2 separate regions of the Mus musculus genome follow, and region 1 is linked to region 2. The links are chromatin contacts, called in public HiChIP or PLAC-seq maps. All regions are on one chromosome and are shown on one strand. The core of a region is the stretch at or near the end of the contact, and the rest is flanking DNA. Distances in the headings are between cores, read along the strand shown. Region 1 has its middle 22 kb from the start of Gli2. Region 2 overlaps Gli2 (GLI-Kruppel family member GLI2).

What was found. HiChIP or PLAC-seq counts read pairs in DNA pulled down with a chosen protein or histone mark.
Region 1: a contact with region 2 is called in an H3K27ac HiChIP or PLAC-seq map of embryonic stem cells, with 7 read pairs. The contact joins two enhancer-like sites. A contact is called at or near these places in 1 of 15 datasets of contacts at CTCF or cohesin (embryonic stem cells), 6 of 484 Hi-C or Micro-C datasets (embryonic stem cells and pancreatic cancer cells) and 6 of 115 datasets of contacts at active chromatin or transcription factors (all in embryonic stem cells).

Annotation. Positions count from the first base shown.
Region 1 is chr1:119,072,228-119,078,043 of GRCm38.p6, reverse strand. No RefSeq gene overlaps it. Among named protein-coding and RNA genes, the nearest start is that of Gli2, 22 kb to the right of the region's middle. Within about 2 kb of position 2,948, at least 12 of the 459 cell types and tissues checked have an H3K27ac peak or open chromatin away from gene starts, as enhancers often do. A contact at or near this core is called in embryonic stem cells, where this site is marked.
Region 2 is chr1:119,002,672-119,007,994 of GRCm38.p6, reverse strand. All of the region lies in intron 1 of Gli2 (GLI-Kruppel family member GLI2), which reads left to right. Among named protein-coding and RNA genes, the nearest start is that of Gm51642, 44 kb to the right of the region's middle. Within about 2 kb of position 2,899, at least 22 of the 459 cell types and tissues checked have an H3K27ac peak or open chromatin away from gene starts, as enhancers often do. A contact at or near this core is called in embryonic stem cells, where this site is marked.

The DNA of each region.
Region 1 (5,816 bases), core at 1,699-4,198, 70 kb before region 2:
CTGACTTGGCAGGTAGCCACTAATGCTGGGGCTAGGGAAGATGAACAGGCCCAAACCTTGGCCAGCCAAAGCTCTGGTACTGGTGGAACAAGGCAGTCTGTGCAGCAATGGACCATATAACTTTTTTGATTTTATTGAGACAGAGTCTCATGTAACTCAGACTGGCCTCACACTCCATATGTAGCCAAGGATGACCTTGAACCTCTAATCCTCGTGCCTCCTTTTCCCAAGTGCTGTGCTTACCTACGTGTGTGCCATGCTTGGTGTATACAGTGCTGGGGACAGAATCCAGTATTTCCTGCACCTCTGTCCACGGTGAGACACCTTCAGCCCTCCCATGGATCTGAGCTGTACTTGGAACTGACACCAAGCCGCGGCTGCTGTTTATCTTACTTTCAAGTGCCAAGCAAGGCACTAAAAGTTCCTGACTAACACTGGGCCCCCTCCTCCCCACTCTTCCGCTTCTGTCTTAAGCTCTGTGAAAACAGAGGTCCTGCAGGGGAGCCACACTTACCTCTCATCCACAAATAACCCGCCAGCTCTCGCTTCCCGACCACGCAGAGCCATCATCCTGACACCACGGAAGGATTAAGGTAACCGGTGTTCCAAACAGCCCAGGCTCAGAGTCGGGCTGAGTGAGGGACGGATCCTTTATGGACTAACAATTCACAGCGTAATGACCTAGCATCGCTCCTCGGGGAACAACCCAAGAAATATATTTCCTCAGGCAAATAAGAGCCAAGTCTGCGCAGACTAGGACTGAATAAATCTCCCGTCCCGGGAGAATCAGCACCCTGAGACAAAAGCAATCAGTAAGCATTCTGCTGAATGAGAAACCGGATCGCATGGGACTCAGTGCTATGGAGCCCAAGGGAGCCAGCATCCTGTCCCTCTTCACAGCACCTCTTAAAGGGCAACAGAACCCCTAATCTGACACCGGAGTGTCACTTGAAGAGCTTGTATGAAAATGGGCAAGATCAGTTAGAGTGGCAAGATCAATCAATTTGATTTGGTTCTCTGGCAAACTCCTATTCATCCTTCAAAACTCTGCTTCTGAGTCACCTCCTCAGAGAAGGCCTCCCTTCGTCCTGGCATTGTGTGAAGGTGAGTCAGTCTGGCCCTCCAGGGTACTGCTCTGCAGCCTGCAAGGTCACTTTCTCTGTGACTCTCAAGAGGCAATGGGTAGGAGGCTTTCTCTCCCCCCCCCCCCCCCACACAGTTATTCATTTAAGGAAAAGAATTCCTGAGGGGCTGGAGATGTGGGTCAGTTGGTACAATGCATAAAGGAAGTCTTAGGTTCAGACCCCGATATGCCCTTGTCTGTGACTCAAGCACCCAGGAGGATCATAAGTTCAAGGTCACCCTTGCTACACAGTGAGTCTGATACCTGCTTGAACTACACGTGATCCTAGCTTAAAAACAAAGATGGTGGGCAAGATGGGTCAGAGGGGAAGGGGCTTGCTGCCAAGGCTGGCAACCTGAGTTTGATTTGTGAAATTCACGGGGTGGAGAGAACCAGATCCCACAAGTTGTCTTTTGACCTCTGCGCATGCGTCATGGCATGCATCAAACCACACAATAAGTAGATAGATAGATAGATAGATAGATAGATAGATAGATAGATAGATAGATATTACAAATTTTAAGTTTAAAAACTAAGCAAGACAAAACACTGTAGGAAGGGCTGTAGTAAGGAATGAATAAGTGAGGTTAGAAAATACCCCAGTGTTGGTCCTTAAAAGCCAAGGTTTTGTTATGCGGAGACCTCAGCTCCCCCACCTACCATCTTTTGAATTCTCTGGGCACCTGCCTCAACCAGTGTCACCCCAAAGGACAGAGCACATCTGAGGTTTGCATGGTAGGAAATCCTGCAGGTCTGTCAGCAAGACAAAGGGTTTTTAATTAAGCACTAATGGCTTTGGGTCCCCCTCCCCTCAAATCCCTATCTTGGGTGTGCCCCCCCCCACAAGGCTTTCTGGATCTGGGAAGATCTAAGAGTTCCAGCAAGAGGAAGAGGGAAGGAGGGGGCAGGGCTGGCTGTAAGACACTGGGGACCGACTTTCCATCCTCACTCTGGCTTTAACTTGAAGCACCCTCTCACCAACCTATTTATTGCGCTCTCTGCCTGAGGTCTCCTCCTCCTCCTCCTCCTCCTCCTCCTCCTCCTCCTCCTCCTCCTCCTCCTCCTCCTCCCCCTCCTCCTCCTCCTCCTCCTCTCCCCTTTCCCCCTCCCCCTCCTCTTCTTTCCATCCTTTCTGTCTTGTTCAGGTAGCAGAGGGTGGCCTCAGTTCGATCTAGGTCTGACCTTGAACTTGCGATCCTCCTGACTCCACCTCCTAAATACCAAGATTCCCGGAGTGCACCGCAGCCACAGTCAGTTAGTCTGTGGCCTCCTGCTCGCTAGGTGAGACCCACTAGCTGAGCCACACCCTCAGTTCTGGGCCAGCTTTTCTAAATTAACCCCTGCCTGTGGTATCCGACCCAGCAACGCCTCCACCTTCAGGTCCTGTCCTGAACTATCTTACCACATCTGTGCACCCAAGAATGGTCTTGCAGCCATGGTACTGTAGCTGTGAAACCCCAGCCCTCGGGAGGCTGAGGCAGGAAGGTTGTTGTTAGTGAGTTCCAGTCCAGCTTGTGCTACAGACTGAGACCTCATTTACACAGAAAAGTACGTTCTTTGCAAGTGTCTGTATGGCTAAACACAGACACACCCTAAATACCTCTCCCCAGCAGATTCGTCAAACGCGATGCAGCAGCAAGTATATAGCCTTACTGTGGAATTGCCACCAAGGAAAGCTTTTGAGGAAGAAGGAAGTTTTGGAACTGTATGCTCAATGGCATGGGGCTTCTCTGAGAAGGAAGGTGGGAAGGACATTTTAGAGGCAGGGACTTCCTGGAAGGAGTGGCAAATACTTCAGCTGACCCGGGAAGGAGAAAGCAGAGATGGGGCCCCCTAGTGGAGAAGGGGTAAAGAGAGGGAGTCATCACCCTAAGCTGGGAGAGGGAGATAACATCTCTAAGGTAACCAGTGACTGGAAAGGTCTGATGATGTGTAATTGACAACCCAGAGCAGACAGACCCAGACAGACCCAGACAGAGCAGTATCGTCTGCCTCTACCCGGGTCATCAGAAAGAAAGGTGCAGAGAACCATTAGACAATGAAAATAGCACTTTTGGTGAGATTGTCCACAGTGCCCAGCTGATGCTGCACCGTCCTTTAGCCACAGGACATTTTTAAAAAATATTTTTATTAGGTATTTTCCTCATTTACATTTCCAATGCTATCCCAAAAGTCCCCCATACCCTCCCCCCCACTCCCCTACCCACCCACTCCCACTTTATGGCCCTGGCGTTCCCCTGTACTGGGGCATATAAAGTTTGCGTGTCCAATGGGCCTCTCTTCCCAGTGATGGCCGACTAGGCCATCTTTTGATGCATATGCAGCTAGAGACAAGAGCTCCGGGGTACTGGTTAGTTCATATTGTTGTTCCACCTATAGGGTTGTAGATCCCTTTAGCTCCTTGATTACTTTCTCTAGCTCCTCCATTGGGGCCCCTGTGATCCATCCAATAGCTGACTGTGAGCATCCACTTCTGTGTTTGCTAGGCCGCGGCATAGTCTCACAAGAGACAGCTATATCTGGGTCCTTTCAGCAAAATCTTGCTAGTGTGTGCAATGGTGTCAGCGTTTGGAAGCTGATTATGGGATGGATCCTCGGATATGGCAGTCTCTAGATGGCCCATCCTTTCGTCACAGCTCCAAACTTTGTCTGCCACGGGACTTTTTAGAACATCAAGGAGATCCTGGGTACTGCCCAGCCTTGGGCTGCAATTGTGGATGGCTGCCATCTGCCGCCTTCGTGATACCATAGATGACTTCAGCAGTGGAGCTGGTTAAGAAGCAACAAGAGAAAATATGTGTAGAGAAGATCACCTGACCAAAACGAAACAAAGAACTAAGTGGGGCTGAGGGTGTGGCTCAGGTGGTAGCATGCTGGCCCAGCACACCCAGATTCGTAAACTAAGCCTGGTGGTCCAGATCTGTAATCTCCGTGTTCTGGAGGTGGAGACACGAGGATCAGAAGTTCAGGGTCATCCTTGGCTACATAGCAAGTCACATAGCCTGTGCTATGTGAGACTCTGTCAGAAAAGAAAAGGAAAAAAGAAGGGAAAAGAGGAGGAGAAAGGGGAGGAGGAGGGGGAGGACTATGGCATGTTTCCTGTCTTGAAGTCAGGAAGCCAACAGAAAGACACATCAAGAGATCTTCAAATGCAGTTGAGTGTGTCAGGGAGCCATGTGATGACAGCATCTTTGGTAGAGGGTGTCCGTCAAGCCACTAGAAGGTTTGTTCTTGTCCAGGAGGGCTTCTTGGAGGAAAGACAGTTTAAGATATCTTCCTGATTAAGATACTGTGTTTGCTTAATCTCTGTACGTATGAAAAATACCAGCAGGTCACAGGTACTTTATTTGCTACTGTGACAAAATGACAAGAAGAGCAACTTGAGGAAGGAAGGAAGGAAGGAAGGAAGGAAGGAAGGAAGAAAGGAAGGAAGGAAAGAAGGAAGGGTCCTTTGGCTCTCAGTTGGAGGTTTCAGTCCATCCTGGCACAGGAGAACAAGGCAGCTGACCACAGTGCATCTGAAAGTAAGAAGCAGGGAAGTAAATGTGGGTGCTTAGCTCCCACTTTTAAACTTTGGTCCTGGACTCCAACCCATAGAAGGGTACCGCCCACACTTAGAGTCAATCTTTCCACGTCTGTTAACTCAGTCTAGAGACCTCCCACAGAGATTTGTCTCCAAGATGATTCTAGATCCACTTGCCAGTAAACCTTAACAATCACACTTGAGAAAATCAACTTAGAAAAAGTTCAGCCAGTGTGATGGCATCTGTCTGTAATCCCAGAACTCGGGGTGCTGCGGCAGAATAGGTGTTCCAGGCTAGCCCACGGTACATGATGAGACCTCTCTTAAGAAAGAGAGAGAGAATGGAAGGGAAAAAAGAGGAAGATGATGAGGGTGGGAATAAGAGAAATAAAGGGGAGAAGAGAGAGGGAAAGATAGATGATAAATAAACATGATAGATAAACAGATGATGGATAGATTATTGGTAGATGATAAATGGATATAGATAGATAGACTAAAAGAAAGGGAGGTAGGGAGGAACGGAAGAAGGAACAGATAGAAGCTTATGGTTTTAGTCTATGGTCACTTGAGCCCATGGCTTTGAGCCTGTGGTGGGGCAGAGCATCGTGGCTGGAGTACATGGCAGAGTAAGACCCACTCACCCCCTCACCAGGGAGTCAAGAGAGCAGGGCATGGAGCTGGGCTCCCTTCAAGGACAAGCCTCCAGTGCTTTAATGACTGCTCGTTTGCCCCCATCTCTTAAAAATTCCTTAGCACGTGAGCCTTAGGAGATACTCAGTGTTCTCCTATAGCAGTTAACCAGGTGTGTCTTGGCTCATGTGCTGGGGGCGGGGGCGGGGATGGGGAGGGGTGGGGCGGGGAGGGGCACACTGTTAAGGAGACCAATGCCAGAAGAAGAGCATGTGATGGGGAAAGATGTCAAGCATCAGCCAGCGAGGGGAGGTTGCTCCCTCGGTGGGTAAATGGCTCAGTATATTGTTCCCAGAGCAGGCAGAGCACCTAAGTCTTATCCCCAGAACCCATAAAAAGCCATGCACTCTATGGTGTGTGTGCCCTTCTAATCCTGGTACTGAAGAGTCAGAGACAGGAGAATCCCCCAGGCTCACTGACTAGCCAGCCTAGACTGCTTGGCAAGCTTCAGACTAATGAGAGACCCTGTCTCAAAACGCA
Region 2 (5,323 bases), core at 1,650-4,149:
CTGAGGCTGGTCCATTGTCAGAAGGAGCCTCAGTAGAACTCTGCTATCCAGTCCCAGACAGCTGGGACTCTGCCTGCCCAGCTTGAGAGAAAGACTCTGCCCCTCTGTTTTACAGATGGGGAAACTGAGACGTGGGCTTTGTCCAAATGCATGCTCCATCTCTGGTGTCCACAGTCACTGTCCTTCCTGTAATGGTGTCACTTGCTTGCCTGGGCTTCTGGGACTGTGGATAAGGTCCCTTGGTGTAGGGTTCTGGGTCTTAAAGTCCACGGTGTTAGTGGGACAGAAAGTCTGAATGATCAGGTAAAGAAGCCAAGACAGGAAGTGGAATCAGCCTGTGTTTCCAGAGAATAGATCGGAGTACAAGACAGTGGGGGCTGGGATGCTTTCTGGAGCTTGAGCCAGAAGTCCTACCTGCGCCTTTAGGAAGAAGGAAGCCTTTCTGATACTCATCTCAGGAAGGAGGCCTACCCATCATGCCCTTGGGGCCCAACCCCTGCCCAGCCAGTCAGTGAATTAGGGTTAATTACCACTTTTCCTAACACCAGCTCTCTAGCTCAGGGGCCTTGCAAATCCCGGAGCTTTTGTACTTGGAGAAAGAAATTCAAGGGGCTAGAAAAGGGGCAGGTGCATTGCCTTGGGGCTGCTTTTTGCATGATGTGGCTGTGACCTGCTGCAATGGGTCATTTTGTAACCTGTAGGTTTCTGGGAGAAGCTTGAGCCGAGGGGACCAGAAGCCAGACTGGCCAAGGCGGGCTGTAGAAGTGACACCCAAGGGAGTCACAGGTCTGCTTATGCTTCTGAAATGTCTGTCTTCTCCAGAGCCCTGCTTGCTCTGACACTTTCAGCCTCGGCACTGTGTGATTATTTCCAACCTGCTCACTATGCTGCATTGCTAAGCCCCCTTCTACTCCAGCAACGTTCATGGATAATAAAATCAAGTAGGGATGGGCATGCGTGCACAAAGCCCTAGGGTGGATCCCCAGCACCGCACAGTGCTGAGGCGTGGTGCTGCCCTTGGGAGGTGAAGGAAGGAGGATTAGAAGTTCAAGATCATCCTGGGTTGCATAGTGACTTCCAGGCCAGCCTGAGCTACATGCAGAGATGTCCTGCTGATAAGATGGCTCATTAGAGAAAAGCACTTGCCACCAAGGCTGATGATCTGAGTTCAATTCCTGGAGCCTATAATGGTCAGAGAGAACTGACCCCATAAGTTGTCCTCGGACTTCCACAGATGTGCATGTGTGTGCACATACATTAAATAAATGCATGAAAAAAATGTCTGCAATCAAGGCAGGGTAGGTTTTCACTAGCTCTTGCTTGAAATATGTGCCTATCTGATCTGTATGTGTTTTTGCACATGCGTTGTGGATGCATGAGTGCATGTGCGTGTAATTCCTTCTGACAACATATATGTGACAGGTGTATGCAGTAGCACTGTTTGTGTTAAATGAGACCATGAGTGCATGAACATGTATGTATGTATGGCTGTGTACTTGCACACACAGACACCTTCGTACACTAAGAGTGCAGCGTATGTTCCATTTGCTGTGCCCATGCATTCCCATGTGCTCATGTATGTAAGACGGGACAGGCATGCTGCCTGGCTGAGATCAGAAAGGATGCGAGTGTGCCAGGGCCTGTGGTAGGTGGCTATGTTGGCTGGGAGGCCAGCTCCTGCCTCCCTCCTGGAGGTTGATTTCACCCCAGGAAGTGCTTATGTGTGTGACTCACTCACAAAGGAGTTCAAAGCAGCCAGGTGGTGGTGGGTCTCCAGGAGTTCAGAGTTCCTCATTCTGAGTATCAGTGTATTCACGCCACTCCTGGAAGGCTCCTTACCCTGGCCTGTGCTGTGGACCCCGTAACACCTGCTGTGATTATCATTCACCGTCATGCTGAAATGATAGAAATAGAAAGTGTGGCTCACAAAAGACCCCACTTTCCATCAAGTGCAACGGCTGTACAGGCACCATGCTTATGATAGGGTAACACTTGGGCTTTCTCACTGCAGGCCAAGTGCAGGGTCGGAGGTAGGAAGCCACCATGCGCAGAGCTGGTATTCAGTGCCATGGAGGATGAGGGTCCCGAGTATCAAACTCAGGTCCTCGGGCTTCATGGCGAAGGCTTTCCCCACAGATTCACTCCCCCCCCCCCCCCCCCGGCTCTAGTGAAATATTTAGTCCATAAAGTCTTGTTTTAAGCGTTGCTTAGAAATTACTTGGAGACAAACAACAGGGAGCGATAGACACTTCCCTCGCCGTCCTGTGCATGCTCGCAGGACACAACTGTTGAAGAGCTTTCTCGTTCTGATCTGTATGAAACAGGATCTTTGCATATGCCCCAGGCTGACTGTGAATGCTTGGACCTCTTAACTTCCAAGCTTTGGTTCCATGCCTAGGTTTATAGACATGTTCTGCTAAGTCCTGAACTCATGAAGTGTCTTTAAAATGCGGAGAGCTGGGGAGATGGCTTAGTTGGCAAACTGCTTGCCACACAAATGTGAGGGTCTCGGTTTGGATTTGGTTTGCCTGAAACCAGGCAGGGGATCCCTGGCGCTTACACACCAACAGTCAGTTTATCCAAATCTATGAGCCCCAGGTTCACCAAGAGACCCTACTTCAAAGTCATCATCTTTATCAAACCATAGAGTGACTGAAGGGATCAATGTTGACATAGGGCCTCCACATGCTTTGCCCTCCCCCAATACCTGTGAATACACACCAACACATGCACAGTGCTTTCTTTGCACATTTTGTGGGTTCTCCAGCCATATGTCTGGATGAGAGGTCTCATGGAAAAGCCCCAGAGGGCCTGAGACCTGGGGAAAATCTCTAATGGAAAGGGGCTCCTCCCCAGGGCAGGCCCAGGCTCCCCTTGGTGTAGCAGATTCCTGTGGAATGTGCGGGCATTTCCAGAGCTGTAAAAGAAAGTGGGGTGTTGACTCTCCTCCCCTGGAGTGTCCTGGGGCTCTCAGACCCTTCTTTGAAGAAGCTTTTGTGTTGCCTGTGGGAATCAACCCACATAGACACTCACTCACCCAGCCAGTACCCATGAAGCCGTGCACAGACCCCTCCCTGCTGTCCCCAGGTGGTGGGGGATGGGGTCCGCACAAGGACGCAGGTACAGTGGTGACTGGCTGTCCCCAGGAGTGAATGTATCTGCTTGGGACCCAGGGTGCTTGGTGTTTACCCAGAAATTGAGCTAATCCCACTAATTCCTGTGAATTATGAAGACTCTTGGCTCTGTCTCCTGCCTTCCTCTCCTGTGGCAGAGGTAAGGGGGGAGGGGGAGCGTGGTGGCACTGACTTGCACAGTGGGGAGGGGTGCCCCCTGAATCCCTGGTGCTTCTGTGTGCAGCTGTTCCTTTTTACTCAGAATCTGCTGCCACAGCCTGAGTGCTGAGGCTCCTGACAATTTTGTGCTCAAGCCCTCAGGATGCTCTTCATTGGGTGGCTGTTCCCCCCAGGGCTTCTAAGTAACATGTCAGTAGACTACCAAACTGTTCACCTTGCTCTGCTGCCTCTGTGGGAAGTGGCCTCCGGCAGCTCATTCCCAGCAGAATCCTGAGGTCATCAGTGAATTGGGGGTTACCAGGTTGCTGCCACTTGTTAGGGTAGGACAGAGGGGGATGAGCTGCCACTGCCAAGTCAGTGCCTGGGAGTAAGGGAACAAAAGAGGTTCATTTCTCACTGCTCTCTTCTACCCCCTCCTCCCTACTCTTTAGACCTCCAGACCCTTGTCAACAGGAGCCTGGTCCTCCTGCCAGGAAGATAAGGGATGCACAGGGAGCCAGCCTCTCCCTCTGCTAGAGGCTTAAGTGGACCAGGACCCAGCAGGAGGAGCTCCAGATGATTCAGTGGTTTAAGAATGTTTGCTGCTCTGCTGTTCTTTCAAAGGAGTTCAGTTCCCAGCCACTGTGGCTATGTGGGCAGCCTGTAACTCCAGCTCCACGGGGTCTTACACCTCTGGCCTCTGAGGACACCTACACTCATTCTATGCAGACACCTGTGCATAAGCATAATTTAACATATTCAAAGTAAAGAGCTAAAAAGGACCCAGCAGGACACTAGAGGAGCTCTAGCCTGGGGAGAGGAGCAGGCCAGTTGCATTTGTTTGTTTATTGATAGGGTCTCTCTGTGTAGGGAGTATACCAATTACATCTATCTATCTGTCTGTCTGTCTGTCTGTCTGTCTGTCTATCTGTCATCTATCTGTCTGTCTATCTATCTACCTATCTAGAGACAGGGCCTCTCTGTGTAGTCGCCCTGGACCTTAACTATGTAGATTGTGGCCTCAGATTCACAGAGACCGCCCTGCCTCTGCCTCCCGAGGGTTGGGGTTAAAGACAGGTGCCACCATTCCAGATAATTCTACTGGTTAATCTTGATCAAAAACCCAGTGGGATTTAAAATCACCTAGGAGACAATGGGCATAGCTGTGAGAACATGCTGGTGTGGAGTGTCAGGTAGACTCATAATCTGGCAGATGTAGGGTTCCAACCGTGGACTGTCCAGAGCAGGGGACTTCCTGGGGAAGGTGGCATCTTAATGGGGTTTTTCAGGCAAAGGTGAAGTGTATTCTTGGAGAGGCACCACTGGCTGCTGGGCTACTTGCTTCTGGTGCAGCCATGACAGTCACAGCCCTAATAAGAGCAGCTGATAGGGTGATGCCAGGCTAAGGGACAGTGTAAGAAAAGGAGGCTTTAGCAGGTGGCTGGTGACTATTCTCATGACAGAACCCCATAGTAGCAGATGCTATCATCATTATTATTATTATTATTATTATTATTATTATTATTATTATATGCACGTGGCTTGCATGTAGTGACATGCACGTGCTGTCTGACTCCCTGAAGTCAGTTCTCTCCTCCCACCTTTATAGGGGGTTTCTTTGAATAAACTCAAGCTGTCACCCTGGTGCAGCAAGATACCTTTACCTGCTGAGCCATACCGCTGGATCTAAAGCGACAGATTTTAAAGATAGCTTAAACCAGGCTTACTGCTATATACTTACAATACAAGCATTGAGGAGTCGGAGATAGGAGACTCAGGGGCTCAGGGGCTCAGGGGCTCAAGGTCATCCTTGGATGAGCTTTAGGCTAGCCTGGGCTATGTGAGCCCTGATAGCCGCCGTGCTTGTGGTGACCCTCAACCATAAAATTGTTTTCATTGCTACTTCACAACTGTAATTTTGCTACTGTTGTGAATTGTAATGTAAATATGCTTTCAAATGGTCTTAGGTGACCTGTGAAAGTGTCCTTCCACCCCCAAAGGGGTCCACAAAACGATGACAGTTAGTGATATGAATATTGACTGACTGACTG